Regions from separate parts of the Mus musculus genome. Here all the other regions are linked to region 2. Evidence: chromatin contacts called from public promoter capture Hi-C data. All regions are on one chromosome and are shown on one strand. Each heading gives the region's core, a stretch centred on a gene start, on an enhancer-like site or on the middle of the called end of the contact. The rest is flanking DNA. Distances are from core to core; before and after follow the strand shown. Region 1 holds the start of Fzd2 (frizzled class receptor 2). Region 2 holds the start of Cd300lg (CD300 molecule like family member G). Region 3 holds the start of Meioc (meiosis specific with coiled-coil domain).

Region 1 (4,274 bases), core at 1,635-4,134, 560 kb after region 2:
ATGAAAATTTGTCTGACTGCATGAAAAAGGTCCTTTATTTCCATTTCCCTCCGACTCCATCCCTCTGACTTGGAGTGATCCAAGGGATAATTGTCTGTCTGTCAGGCTACCCTTTGTCTGGAGATAAGTTTGTCCTGGATGGAAATTGAAGATGTATAACTTATACCAGAGATATGTTCTCAATTTCATACTAGACTGAGGTTCCTAGTACTAGACTGTGAGGAATAGCAACCTGTCTTACTGTGTTGTTTTGTTTTTAAAGATTTATTTATTTTGTGTATATGAGTACACTGTAGCTGTCTTCAGACAGGACAGAAGAGGGCTTCAGATCCCATTACAGGTGGTTGTGAGCCACCATGTGGTTGCTGGGAATTGAACTCAAGACCTCTGGAAGAGCAGTCAGTGCTCTTAACTGCTGAGCCATCTCTCCAGCCCTTACTGTTTTTTTTTTTCTTTTTTAAATTGATTATGTTTTATTTATTTTATGTGTACTGGTGTTTTACTTGCCTGCATGTGTATCACACTTACATAGTACGCAGGTCAGAAGAGGGTGTCTGATACCCTGGAAATGGAGTCACCGAGGTTCAGGAGTACTAAGGAGGTTCTGGGAATTTTACCCTTTGAGCCGTCTCTCAAGCCCCAGAACACGTTCTTCTTAAAGAGAGAGGGAAAGGAAACATATTCAAGACTCCAATAAGGAAGTTGAGGGTGGTGTCACACGCCTTTAATCACAGTACATCTAGAAGAAGGCAGATCTTGAGAGTTTGAGGCCATCCTGGTCTACACATAGAGTTTCAGGTCAGCCAGGGCTATACTGGGAAGCTCTTTAATAAATTCCAATAAAGAGCATATTCAAGTTGTAAAGAACTTGAATACTTGTTTGTTTCTTTTCTTTCTTCCTTCCTTCTTTCTTTCTTCCTTCTTTCTTCTTCTTTCCTCTTTCTTCAGACAGGGTTTCTCTGTATAGCCCTGGCTGTCCTGGAACTCACTTTGTAGACCAGGCTGGCCTAGAACTCAGAAATCCGCCTGCATCTGCCTCCCAAGTGCTGGAATTAAAGGCGTGCGCCATCGCCACCCGGCTTTTTTTCTTCTTTCTTTCACTCTCATATTGCAGCCAGTTAAGTCTGGCCAGGAATGTCTGGTAATTCTCCTGTCTCAACGTCAACTTCTGAGATTACAGGTGTGAGCTACTGAGAATTTACAATGATTCATCTAGTCAAAAAACCAAAACCAAACCAAACCAAAAACAAAACAACGAAACCAGGTGAGGCCAGGTTCATTGTATCCTCTTCTCTCCTTTAAGTTGCTGTTCCACGGTTTCTGAATACAGCCCAATCCAAGATGCCTGCAGGGAGCAGCTTCGCCAGTTGGGAGGATTTGGCCCATACTGAGAAGCAAAAGCGGCTTTCTAAACCCAGTCGTCCTGTCCTTCTTTTCAAGTTCTCCTCCTCTTTCTCTCCAGAGAGACAACAGAAATAATTGATCCATCATCCGGTTCCAGACACAGATTTCCATGCAAATTCCCTTCCCTCTCCAGACCTCAAAGTTACAATCCTAGTGTGAAGGGAGTTGGGGGTGGGGGGCATTTCTTCGGGCCACCTCACCCCTCAGCCAGGTGAGAAGTGAGAGGAGAAATTCTGTACTACAACCCCAGCCTTCCTCCCTCTCTCCAGCCGTACACACCATCTTTCTGGTGTGGAATCACTTAAAGTTTGGGTAAAACTCCCTTTTCTCCCAGGAGATCAAATCTGGAAGCTTTTAGGAGGCGGAGCAAGGATTGGGAGGGAGAAGGCAAATTCCCCAAAACGTTCGTCAGACCTAAGAGAGTCGTTTCTTTACTCAAAACTGCCCATCACCCCCGCCACCCCACCCCCCCAGCCATTAACTTTCGATTAAGACCTCCTCCTTATGGCAACTAAACTTTACTTTGCATAATTAAGATTTTCCTCGGAAAGGGGGTGGATTGAATCCTCAGCTCCGGGCCTTTCTCCTTCACTTCACCCCCCAACCCCCGCCCCAGCCCCGCAGCCTGGCCTCTGAGTTCCTGAATTTTCTCACTTTGAGGTGCCACTAAACACAAAGAACCATAATGGGCTCCTTTGTGCTCGCTATGGGGCAATTACACCCCGGAGTCCCGGCCCCTTTAAGAGCCTCTTAAAGAGACAGGCTCTCGTTTTTCAGAGGGTTACTTTTGGGTGTGTGTAGGGGGAGGGGCGAGGAAAACTTCTAGGAGTCCTTGTTTAGGGTGAAGTGACACTTTTACCTCGACTCTCTGAGAGGGATTGAGAGACGTCTTTGCAAGCTATTCGCTAACGTGCTTTAAAAACATACATATTTCTCTCTCTCTCTCTGTATATATTTTTTTAAACGGGATTTTTCACTTGGTTTTATAAATGGTACTGAAAAGGGGGGAGGGGGCGGTGAGCAGGGGCAGGAGCAAAGAGCTCTTGTACCTCAGAGGGTTTGGGCTCTAGGGCCACAGATTAGGCTAGAGTTGTCTGGGTCGGATGCCACTTTGAGAAAACGTGTCTCCGGATCTTTCCTGGGCGACTCCGAAGCAATCACGGACTGAGCAAACAGCTCCTAATATAATAATAGCTTGTCTCTTTAAAAAAGCAGAAGGAGGGGGGTAGAGTTTTCTTGGCATCTGGTTTCTGATCTCATTATGTTGTGGTCGACCAATCCAGCCCTTGGGGCTGGTCCTCCAGTTTAAATCTGATTGGCCGAGAGCACATTTTGGGATGGTGCAAAGCTCGACGGGGCGGTTTCAAGGATCCCTTTTGAGGGGGGGCTGAGGAGAGGGCGGGGCCGCCAGTGGGGGCCCCCTTGAAACCGACTAATTGGGATCGGAGAGGCCGAGGTGAGGGCTGAAGGAGGCACAAAGGAGTCGCTGGGTAGAGGAGGGTGGGGAGAGGGGAAGCCCAGAGGCTAGAGGAGGAAGAGGAGCTAGGGCAGCGGTGCGCCGCGTCTCCGACCCTCAGTCCGACCGCGGCGAGCCAGCAGGCGGGTGCGCCGCCCCCTCCCCCGCCGCCCAATCTCCCCAACTCTGCGGCCGCGAGCAAAGTTTGCAAGGAGACGCGGGAGGCGGCCGGGCAGCTAGGCGGCAGCGGGGAAGGCGCGCGGTCTCTGGGTTGGGGGCGGGGGCTGGGGGGCGCCCAGGAGCCGAGTGGGGGGCGGCGGCCAGCATGCGGGCCCGCAGCGCCCTGCCCCGCAGCGCCCTGCCCCGCCTGCTGCTGCCACTGCTGCTGCTGCCGGCCGCCGGACCGGCCCAGTTCCACGGGGAGAAGGGCATCTCCATCCCGGACCACGGCTTCTGCCAGCCCATCTCCATCCCGCTGTGCACGGACATCGCCTACAACCAGACCATCATGCCCAACCTTCTTGGCCACACGAACCAGGAAGACGCGGGCCTGGAGGTGCATCAGTTCTACCCGCTGGTGAAGGTGCAGTGCTCGCCCGAGCTGCGCTTCTTCCTGTGCTCCATGTACGCGCCGGTGTGCACAGTGCTGGAGCAGGCCATCCCGCCGTGCCGCTCCATCTGCGAGCGCGCGCGCCAAGGCTGCGAGGCGCTCATGAACAAGTTCGGCTTCCAATGGCCCGAGCGCCTCCGCTGCGAGCATTTCCCGCGTCACGGCGCGGAGCAGATCTGCGTGGGCCAGAACCACTCGGAGGACGGAGCTCCTGCGCTACTCACCACCGCGCCACCTTCTGGGCTGCAGCCCGGCGCGGGTGGCACCCCGGGCGGCCCTGGCGGTGGTGGCTCGCCACCGCGTTACGCCACTCTGGAGCACCCTTTCCACTGTCCCCGCGTCCTCAAGGTGCCGTCCTATCTCAGCTATAAGTTTCTGGGTGAGCGCGATTGTGCCGCGCCCTGCGAGCCCGCACGGCCCGACGGCTCTATGTTCTTCTCGCAAGAGGAGACTCGTTTTGCCCGTCTCTGGATCCTCACATGGTCGGTGTTGTGCTGCGCTTCCACTTTCTTCACGGTCACCACCTATTTAGTGGACATGCAGCGATTTCGCTACCCAGAGCGGCCCATCATCTTTCTGTCCGGCTGCTACACCATGGTGTCAGTGGCCTACATTGCGGGCTTCGTTCTCCAGGAGCGCGTGGTATGCAATGAGCGCTTCTCAGAGGACGGTTATCGCACGGTGGTGCAGGGCACTAAGAAAGAAGGCTGCACTATACTCTTCATGATGCTCTACTTCTTCAGCATGGCCAGCTCCATCTGGTGGGTGATTCTGTCCCTCACCTGGTTCCTGGCAGCCGGAATG
Region 2 (4,439 bases), core at 1,889-4,388:
AAGTGAGGACTGGTGAGATGGCTCAGTCATTAAGAGCACTGGCTGCTTTTCCAGAGGTCCTGAGTTCAAGTCCCGGCAACAATAGTGTGGTTTACAACCATCTGTATTAGGGATCCGATGACCTTACACTGCATAGTTGAGCTGCATTTGTGGATACCAAAAGCCTTCTGGTGGTGTGCTGCAGTTTCTTGCCACTTCCTCAGACTCGGGCTGACTGGCAGAGTGATGTCAGCTGAGACAAACATGCATTTGCGTGTTTCTTCTGGTCCCTCCTGCTGACTTATGCCGAGGCTGACGAGGCTGACGCCTGGCTGTCTCTGCTAGGTAGTGTCGCTGCTGCTGATTCATGTTTGCTAAACCGACTCTACCAAACTGGACTGCTGGTGTATCTGTGAAGTGTTTGCAAGTGGATTGAGCTGCCACTGCTAACCTGTGAACTGAACTGCTGATTTCCAGACAAAACAGACAGGGGTTGCTCCAAAGAACCTTTCTAAACAGTTCCACTCCCCTGCCCCCCACCCGTATCCTTTCTTTCCCACTACCTCTGGTGAGTGATGGGCTACAAGGGAGGTTAAAGCATTTAAGAACCATCATTAAAAATAGGTGTTTTGGGACTGGTGAGATGGCTCATCAGGTAAGAGCCCTGACTGCTCAATGCTCTTAATCCATGAGCCATACCTCTAACCTCTAACCTCTAACCTCTAACCTCTAACCTCTAAACTCTAAACTCTAAACTCTAAAAGATCTGGTTTTTACCAGGTCCTCCAGGTCAGCTCCTGGGCAAGGTGTGGGGCAGGGGGCGAAGAGGTAATGATGTTTAAATACACAGGTGAAGAGTATGGAGGGGGGGGCAAGCTTCAAACCCAGTGCTCCATCTGTATAAGGAAGCATTTGGTAACAACTTCCATATTCCCCTGAAACGACAATCATGAATACTGTGCCTGTTCTATGCTTAATGTTTTAAATATTATAATATCCCAGCTACGCTGGGGGGAGAAATAAAAAGAAAACAATTTATTACTAAAAAGCACATATTTCAAAAATGTCAGGGGCCAGCTCCTACAGCCCTAAAAATATAATGGAGTGTCAAGCGCTTGCCCTGCTTATGATGAATAAGCTAGACACAAAGAACAAGGAACATCTAGAAATAAAGACGTGCAGAAATATACCATGCAAAGCTAGAGTAGATTGTGTGTGTGTGTGTGTGTGTGTGTGTATGTTTCAAACTGCAAAAACCACTTCTCTTGGGTGATCTGTACACAGGAAAGGGAGTCATGTTCCGGACTGAGGTCAGTAGGGTTTCATGATGACATATTCCAGGTCAGTAAACAGCAGGAATGCCTGCCAAGCACTGTGTAATCAAGACATGTGCCCTGTTGCTGGAGAGATGGCTCTGTTCGTAAAGACACTCGCAGCCAAACAATACGACCTGTGGTATATGCCCGGAGCCCACAGGGCGGAAAGAAAGAACTGAGTCCTGCACGTTGTCCTACGTTGTTCATAGCATGCTATGACATTCACGTGCTCATACACACTTAAAACATGAGAATAAATAAATGTAATACTTACGCCCTCTATTACCAGAGCCACAAGAACAAACTCCCCTCTCACAACAACTGGGCTTTAACAACTCCTACCCCACCCCCAGGGGTCGAAAAGAAACATACCAAAATACTAAGAGTGATTTTATAAGGCAGAAGGTGAGTTACTTGTAATACTCCAATCCTTGCCTTCCCTCCGTTCTTACTTATCTGTATAATATAAATATTTGCTTAGATGTCATACTGACTTTGAAAGCCTGAAAGACAGCTATTTTGGAAAATGGCTCAGAGCTCCCTCTAGCGTGCGTTTGTTCTGTTCCCTTGAAGCAATAAGCAAGTCTGCAAAGGGGAAACAAGCCACTGATTAACTTTTGCAAGTGTCCAGCAAGACAAAGCGCTCGGTTCAGGGGACCCGCCTTTCAAAGCAGCTGACCCAAAGCTCCCGCAGAGCTCAGCTCAGCCCTGCTGAAGCCGCCGCCCTGTGGCCAATGACGGTACTGCATCCCAGACAATGGGATGCTGATCAGAAGGGCTATATAATTGGTCTTTAAATTTTTTACCCTTCACACTTCAGCAGTGTGAAGAGAAGAAGCTTACAGATCTCCCACACCCCAAAATAATGGCTCATATGCATATGAAACAAGTTCACGTGTTTAAAATAAAGAAGGGCCGACAAGATGGCCTTTACAAGCCTGATATTCTCAGCTGGATTCCTGGACTCTATGAAAATGTTGAAGGTGGACTCTATAAAGTTGCTTTCTGAAAATATAATTTTAAATTTTTAATAAACTAAAAATAGAGTGTTGGAGAGGTGGCTCAGCGGTTAAGAACACAGGTTGTTTTTCCAGGACCCTGGTTCTATTCCCAGCACTCGCATGGTGGCTCATAGCCATCTGTAACTTCAGCCTCAGGAGATCCAGTGCCCTCTTCTGGCCTCTGTGAGAACTGCGTACACAGGGTGCACAGACACGCAGGCAAACCATCCATGCACATGAAAAATAAATACAATGAAAATAATAAGCTTAAATTAAGATGCTAAAAATAGGGATATAGTTTAAAATATATTATCAGTGATTTACTAATTAACAAATAAGCTTCCATATTTAGTACTTTAATACTCAGATCCAGGGGCAGGTCAAAAAACTAATAATTTCCCAAATAGTGAAGTATTTGGGGATATCAGCAATGACTGGTTGTTCCAGGGTTTGTGATTCTTATAGTAGCAGTGTCAAGTTATGCACACCTCTGAGAATTATTTATTTATTTATTTATTTATTTTGAGACAGGGTTTCTCCGTATAGCCTGGAACTCACTCTGAAGACCAGGCTGGCCTCGAACTCAGAAATCCACCTGCCTCTGCCTCCTAAGCTCTGGGATTAAAGGCATGTGCAAAAGGAAAAACAATATATCAGAGGTTCCCAAAGGCCATGATGAATTACACAGGCAAATCACAGATTAAGGCTAAGTAGGGGCTGGAGATTGGGTGGGTCTGCAACCTGTGGTAACTGGCACTGGGTAGAAGGGGGAAAAGAGTAAAGGAAAAAGCAGAAGGCCCTCCAAGGCGGAGCTGAGCTCGATGGCCCGCCCCCCACCCCTCCCTTCCTGGCTCCAGCCCGGCAGAAGCTAAAGCTCAGAAGAGCTCCCAATTGCAGGCAACTGCAGTGTCCAGCACCCACCATGAGGCCTCTGGTCCTGCTATGGGGCTGCCTGGTGCTCCCAGGTGAGAGGGGTCAGAGGTGGCTGGGATGGAGGGGCTTACAGATGCAGGCCTGAGCACGCTCTTGTGGTCTGTGGTTATGCCTTCCCTCCACACCATGAGGAGGTGGGGTGGGGTGGGGTGGAATACATCCCTATTTCACAACCCATCTGCAGCCCAGCAGCCCTGAGCTCAGCACTTGCTGCTCTTGCACCTTGAGCCCAGGGTCTTTCTCCCTTGGGTTCCCTGGCTCTGCAGAACCTCTCTGACCACAGGGCAGCAAGCATACATCCACTTACCCTGTTAGCTCAGCTAACTTGGTTGAATACCTACTAAGTTTGCTTTTTCTTTCTTTGCTTTCATTTTTTTCTTGCTTTACTTTTTAATTTTATTATTGTTAGTATGTGTGTGTCTGTGTATGTGTGTGTGTGAGAAAGAGAGTATGTGTGGTATATGCATGTATATAATATATATGTATACACACATACATACATACGCATATACACATATACATACACACACATATACATACATATACATATTTATAAAATGTGCGTTCATTGCAAGAGGGCAAAGGGCTGGACAGTAAGTAACCACACTGTCACCCACAGGGAGCAAAGCTTTCTTTACTTTTGTAATTTTTTTATCCTTTCTTTCTCCTTGGCAATGCTTGGGGGAGGGGTGGAACCCAGGCCCCGGAGCATGCTAAATGAGTGCTTTGCCACTAAGCTATATCCCTAGCCTTCTCTCCATTTTATGCTTCAGACAGACTGGCCTTGAACTTGCTCTGATTCCAAGTAACTGAATCAAGAGCACCCCCCCCCCAGGCTGGGTTCATCAGGACACATCTTATAACTAACATCGCATCTTGTAACTGACAGACATCACATCTTGTAACTGACATCAGTTGCTCAGTTGGCCATGTTTGCTTGGTTTTCCCTTAAAAATATATAACATTAACTCACACTGTTTTTAAGGGTTTTGTTACATGTGTTTATCATGTGTGTGTGTGTGCATATATGAGCACACATTAGTCCATGAATGCTGTAGTACATGTGAGGAAGGTCCGTGTACAACGTTTGGGAATCTATTCTCTCCTTCCTGAGGATCGAACTCAGGTTGTCAGGCTTAGCCGCAAGCTCCTCTACCCCTCGAGCCATCTGGCCAGCCTGACTTGTGTCTCTCAAATAACATGTTTGTTC
Region 3 (4,073 bases), core at 737-3,236, 620 kb after region 2:
GAAGGGCCCAGTGACTCTGGTCAGGTTCGGGGACTTCCTTCAACCCTTCTGAGTTGTTAGCCTTCCTGCTTAAGGGGCTTCCCTGCACGATGGAATGTTTCAATCTCCGAGGAAACTGTTATGGAATAGCTTCCATGTGGAGGCCAGACACCTACTTCAGGTTTCAAAACTCAGATGCTAGCCACCTTATACTTAGACATTTTGTTTTGTTTTTTTGAGACGGGGTTTCTCTGTGTAGCACCAGCTGTCCTGGTATATGCTCCATAGACCAGGCTAGCCTCAAATTCAGTGAACTGCCCCACCCATCGATCATTTTTTAAGTTTAAGAATTATATCAGAGTCAGGCAGTTGATGCATGCTTTTAATTCCAGCACTTACATCAGAGGCAGGTGGATCTCTGTGAGTTTGAGGTCAGCCTGGTCTATAAAGTGAGCCCCTGGAAAGCAAGGGCTATGTAAAGACTCTCTAAACAACAACAAAATTTTTTTTAATCTATTATATGGGCATATATGTGTTTATCATGTTTATCATTAGGATATATATGTGTATGGAAGTAGATGCAATACAGAACACATGGGGAGACCAGCAGACAACTTGGTGGAGTTGATTCTCACATTGCATGATGGCTCAAACTCAACCATCAGTCTTGCTTTTACCTATTGAGCCATCTCACTGTCCCCCACCTTGTCTTTGGAGATAGGTCCTTGCTGAGGAGGTACACTGGTCGGCCAGTGAGGCCCCGTGATCCAACTGGACCTCCCAAGCGCTGGGATTACACATTTATCACACCTGGGATTTTTTTTGCCATCGGTTTTGAAGATGAGACTTAGGTTCTCATACTTGACGGCAAGTAATTTACTATCACCCCAACACCAAATCTCTTTTTTAAAGTTTGTGTGTGTGTGCCCATGCGCACGTACTTGCCCATTTGTGTCTGTGTTGGAAGCCAGAGTTTGATATGGTGTATTTCCTCTGTCATTCCCCATCTTGAGTTATAGATGGTTATGCATCTGAAAAAACCGTCAGGTCTGCGTGGGCCAGTAAACTCATCCCCCTAATCTACCTCATTAGTGCCCGAGCTAAATGATTAATCCGGTGCGTCTCAAATTTTGATTTGAAGTGCAAACACCCTTAAAACGCCTGTGTTTACTCCTTTAAAATTTCAGTGCCCCCCTTCTCCGTGCTCGCGCATACACACATTTTTGAGGACTTTGCATTTTTCTAAGACCCTAATCAGACTATGTCATCATCTCGTAAGGTCGCCGGAATAGCTAGAAAACAGCAAACTATTTTTAGCTAAATTACTATTACTAGCTAAATAACAACAACAAACTCAAAACAAAACAAACAAAAATTCAGGGTGAAGTTTCCTTGAAAAGTCATATTCATATTTAATAGTCAAAACACCTTCACCCTAAAGGAAACCTGGTCCCAGGACAGCGGACAGCTCTCACCATTTAAGCTCTACAAGGGTTTCGTTTCTTTGCCCTCTGAAAAAGGCTACAACAGTCTACTGGGCTGGCGGCTCTGTAGAGTTCTGGGAACTAGGGGCGGAGAACAAGACCCAAAACGAAGATGTTGGCCTCGGGTGCCCTCGGGTGCCGGGCGGAGGGCTTTCGGGTCATCGGCCTGTTGCTGTGCGATTTCTCTAATCTCCCAACCACCGCTACCAAGCCAGTAGGCGCGCGCGCCTCCCATCAGCCAATCAGCGGGCCTGTGCTCGTCCGTTCTGGCCAATCCCGAGCGAGCTTCCTTTGAGCGGGAAACATCTTCAGCCCTGGCCTGAGAGCAAGCCTAGGGCGAAGTCGGCTAACTGCTCCTTCTTAGTCTTGTCTCTGGGGGGGCAACAGACCCTGGAGGCGGTCGCCCATTGGCTGGGCCGCGGGCCAATGAGGGGTGCGAGATGAGGGGCCTCCTGGGCGTGGGCGTGGGCGGGGCGCCGGCGGCCGGTGCCTAGTCGCGAGGCGCGGGGAGCAATGTAACGGCCTCTTCGTCGCACCGTCTCGGCTCGGCCCCCCACCCACAGAGCGGCTCCTGGCAGCGCCGACGGCGGCTGCGGCAGCGGTAGCGGTGGGGTGCGGGCTGAGGGAGCTGGGCCTCGACGTCCTCCCTCACCCCCGTACCCCGGGAGCTGTTAACTAGCTCAGGAGGAGCTGGGGGGCCCCCATGGAGGTGAGCGGCGGAGACACCTGCCGGCCCCGTCACCCCCAAGGCCTGAGGGAGGGACCTGAGGTAACTGGCGGGGGTCGGGGGGACTTCGAGGATGGCAGCCCCCGGGAGAGACGCTGAGGAGAAGGCGCGTCCCTCAGCGTGCTTCTTCTTTAAGGAGGCCCGGGTGGTGGCGGGGTGGCGACACGGGAGATTACGGGTCGCGGGTGGGGGAGCCCCAACATGTCGTCGGGCCGAGTCGCGAGTGGGGGAGGGTTGCGAAGTCGCGAGTCTGGGCGAGGGTTGACCTCCCAGAGGCTTCAGAGCGGAGGCGCCACCTCGGTCAGCCAGTCGCAATGGCGCGGAGGCGTCTGTCAGGGCCGTCGAGGGCCGCTGCCGCCGCCGTCGCGCGTCTCAGAGCTGAGGCGCAGTGACGGGGTGGGGAGGAGGGCTTGAAGAGGAAACGAGGGAGCGGGGTTGGGGGGCCCGAGTTAGTGTCCCCTAAGGATCTGCAGTTAGACGGCCCAGGCTACAGCCCCAGCTGCGCGGCGCTCCGTGACCACCCGGCTTTTCCCCCGTTTCCGAGCAGCCGAAGGTGGCGGCGGCCGCGGCGGCGTTCCGTGGAAGCGCGAATCGGTGCTGGAACCTCAGCGTCGACACCAGCAATAGATTATCCGACGTCTTCAACAGCATGATGCTGACCGGCTCGGCGCCCTTCTATGATTGCTACAAGTCTCAGGTCCATTAACAAATTCAAGACTTTGCTCGTCCTCCCCCCAGCCCTCCCCCCCCAACCCTCTCCCCACCCCGCCCCCCAATCCTCTCCCCACCCCGCTCCCTTTGTAGTTTCCCCACCACCAAACGCAAACCCAGGACCTTCAGCTCCAGTCCCATACATGTTAAAAAAAACTCCAGTCAGAATTAGAAGCTGGGGAAAACGGGCTTCTTTTACTATTATTATTATTAAGTTCTGTATAGACACCAAAATTTTTTAAATTATATATACATATATATGTATATATGTGTTTATTTTATGGTGGTTTTATGGTGGAGGGGCCACAGAGACGTGGCATGACAACAGATGGAGGTTGGAGAACTTTTCAGTTCTCAGCGTCCACCACGTGGGTCCTAGGGATTGAACTCAGGTCCTCAGGATTGAACTCAGGTCCTCAGGATCAGCAGCAAGCACCCTGCCGCCCAACCGACTGGTCCAGAGGAGAATATTTTAGAGTTTGCACAGTACACACTTGGTTTTGGACATGGGGAAAATTTTTTTTTAATTTAAAAAAGAAATTTAAGCCAGGCAGTGTTGGTGCACACCTGTAATTCCAGCACTCGGGAGGCAGAGGCAGGCAGATCTCTTGAGTTCGAAGCCAGCCTGGTCTACAAAGTGAATTCAAGGACAGCCAGGGCTACACAGAGAAACCCTGTCTTGAGAAAACGAAAACAATAATTTATTTTTTTGTATATGTATGGTAGTTTTGCCGGCGTTGCAAGCTGCCATTGATCGTTGATCCTTCAGAAGAGCAGCCAGTGCTCTTAACCTCTCCAGCCCTCCAAGAAAAGACTTTTTTCATTGGCTCATTCCCTTTCTGTCCTTAGTATATAACATGTCAGTAATGTAAAAATTAATTTAGCAAGTAAGAAAGTTATTTAGCAAGACTAAATATTGTTTTATTTTAAGCATGTATTGTAATGCCTTTTAGTTTTTAATTTCAAACATACTTGCAATTTTAAAGGTAAATTTTTTTATACCTTTAATTTTCTTTACAGTGTCTTTAATTACGTGCTGTTTACCTCACTAAAACTTTGGTTTTGGGTTTTGTTTTGTTTGTTTGTTCTGGCTTCTCAAAGCACAGTTTTATTTCTCTGGTGTCACCCTAACTCTCCTGGAATTGACTCTGTAGACCAGGGTGGCCTCCAAC

The links. Promoter capture Hi-C pulls out the DNA fragments that hold promoters and counts their contacts.
Region 1: a promoter capture Hi-C map of the HPC-7 cell line shows a contact between it and region 2. The contact joins the promoter of Fzd2 here to the promoter of Cd300lg in region 2. A contact is called at or near these places in 3 of 39 promoter capture datasets (the HPC-7 cell line, HPC-7-derived erythroid cells, liver and 1 more) and 1 of 9 other capture datasets (embryonic stem cells).
Region 3: a promoter capture Hi-C map of embryonic stem cells shows a contact between it and region 2, with 2.7 times the contacts expected there. The contact joins the promoter of Meioc here to the promoter of Cd300lg in region 2. A contact is called at or near these places in 9 of 39 promoter capture datasets (3T3-L1-derived adipocytes, the C10 cell line, the HPC-7 cell line and 6 more) and 1 of 9 other capture datasets (liver).

The regions. Positions count from the first base shown.
Region 1 is chr11:102,601,547-102,605,820 of GRCm38.p6, forward strand. Fzd2 (frizzled class receptor 2) reads left to right here and starts at 2,885. Exons shown (of 1, transcript NM_020510.2): 1 at 2,885-4,274. The coding sequence starts at 3,186.
Region 2 is chr11:102,038,373-102,042,811 of GRCm38.p6, forward strand. It overlaps Cd300lg (CD300 molecule like family member G), which reads left to right and starts at 3,139. Exons shown (of 7, transcript NM_027987.3): 1 at 3,139-3,261. The coding sequence starts at 3,219.
Region 3 is chr11:102,663,599-102,667,671 of GRCm38.p6, forward strand. Meioc (meiosis specific with coiled-coil domain) reads left to right here and starts at 1,987. Exons shown (of 8, transcript NM_001127576.2): 1 at 1,987-2,232; 2 at 2,738-2,887. The coding sequence starts at 2,167.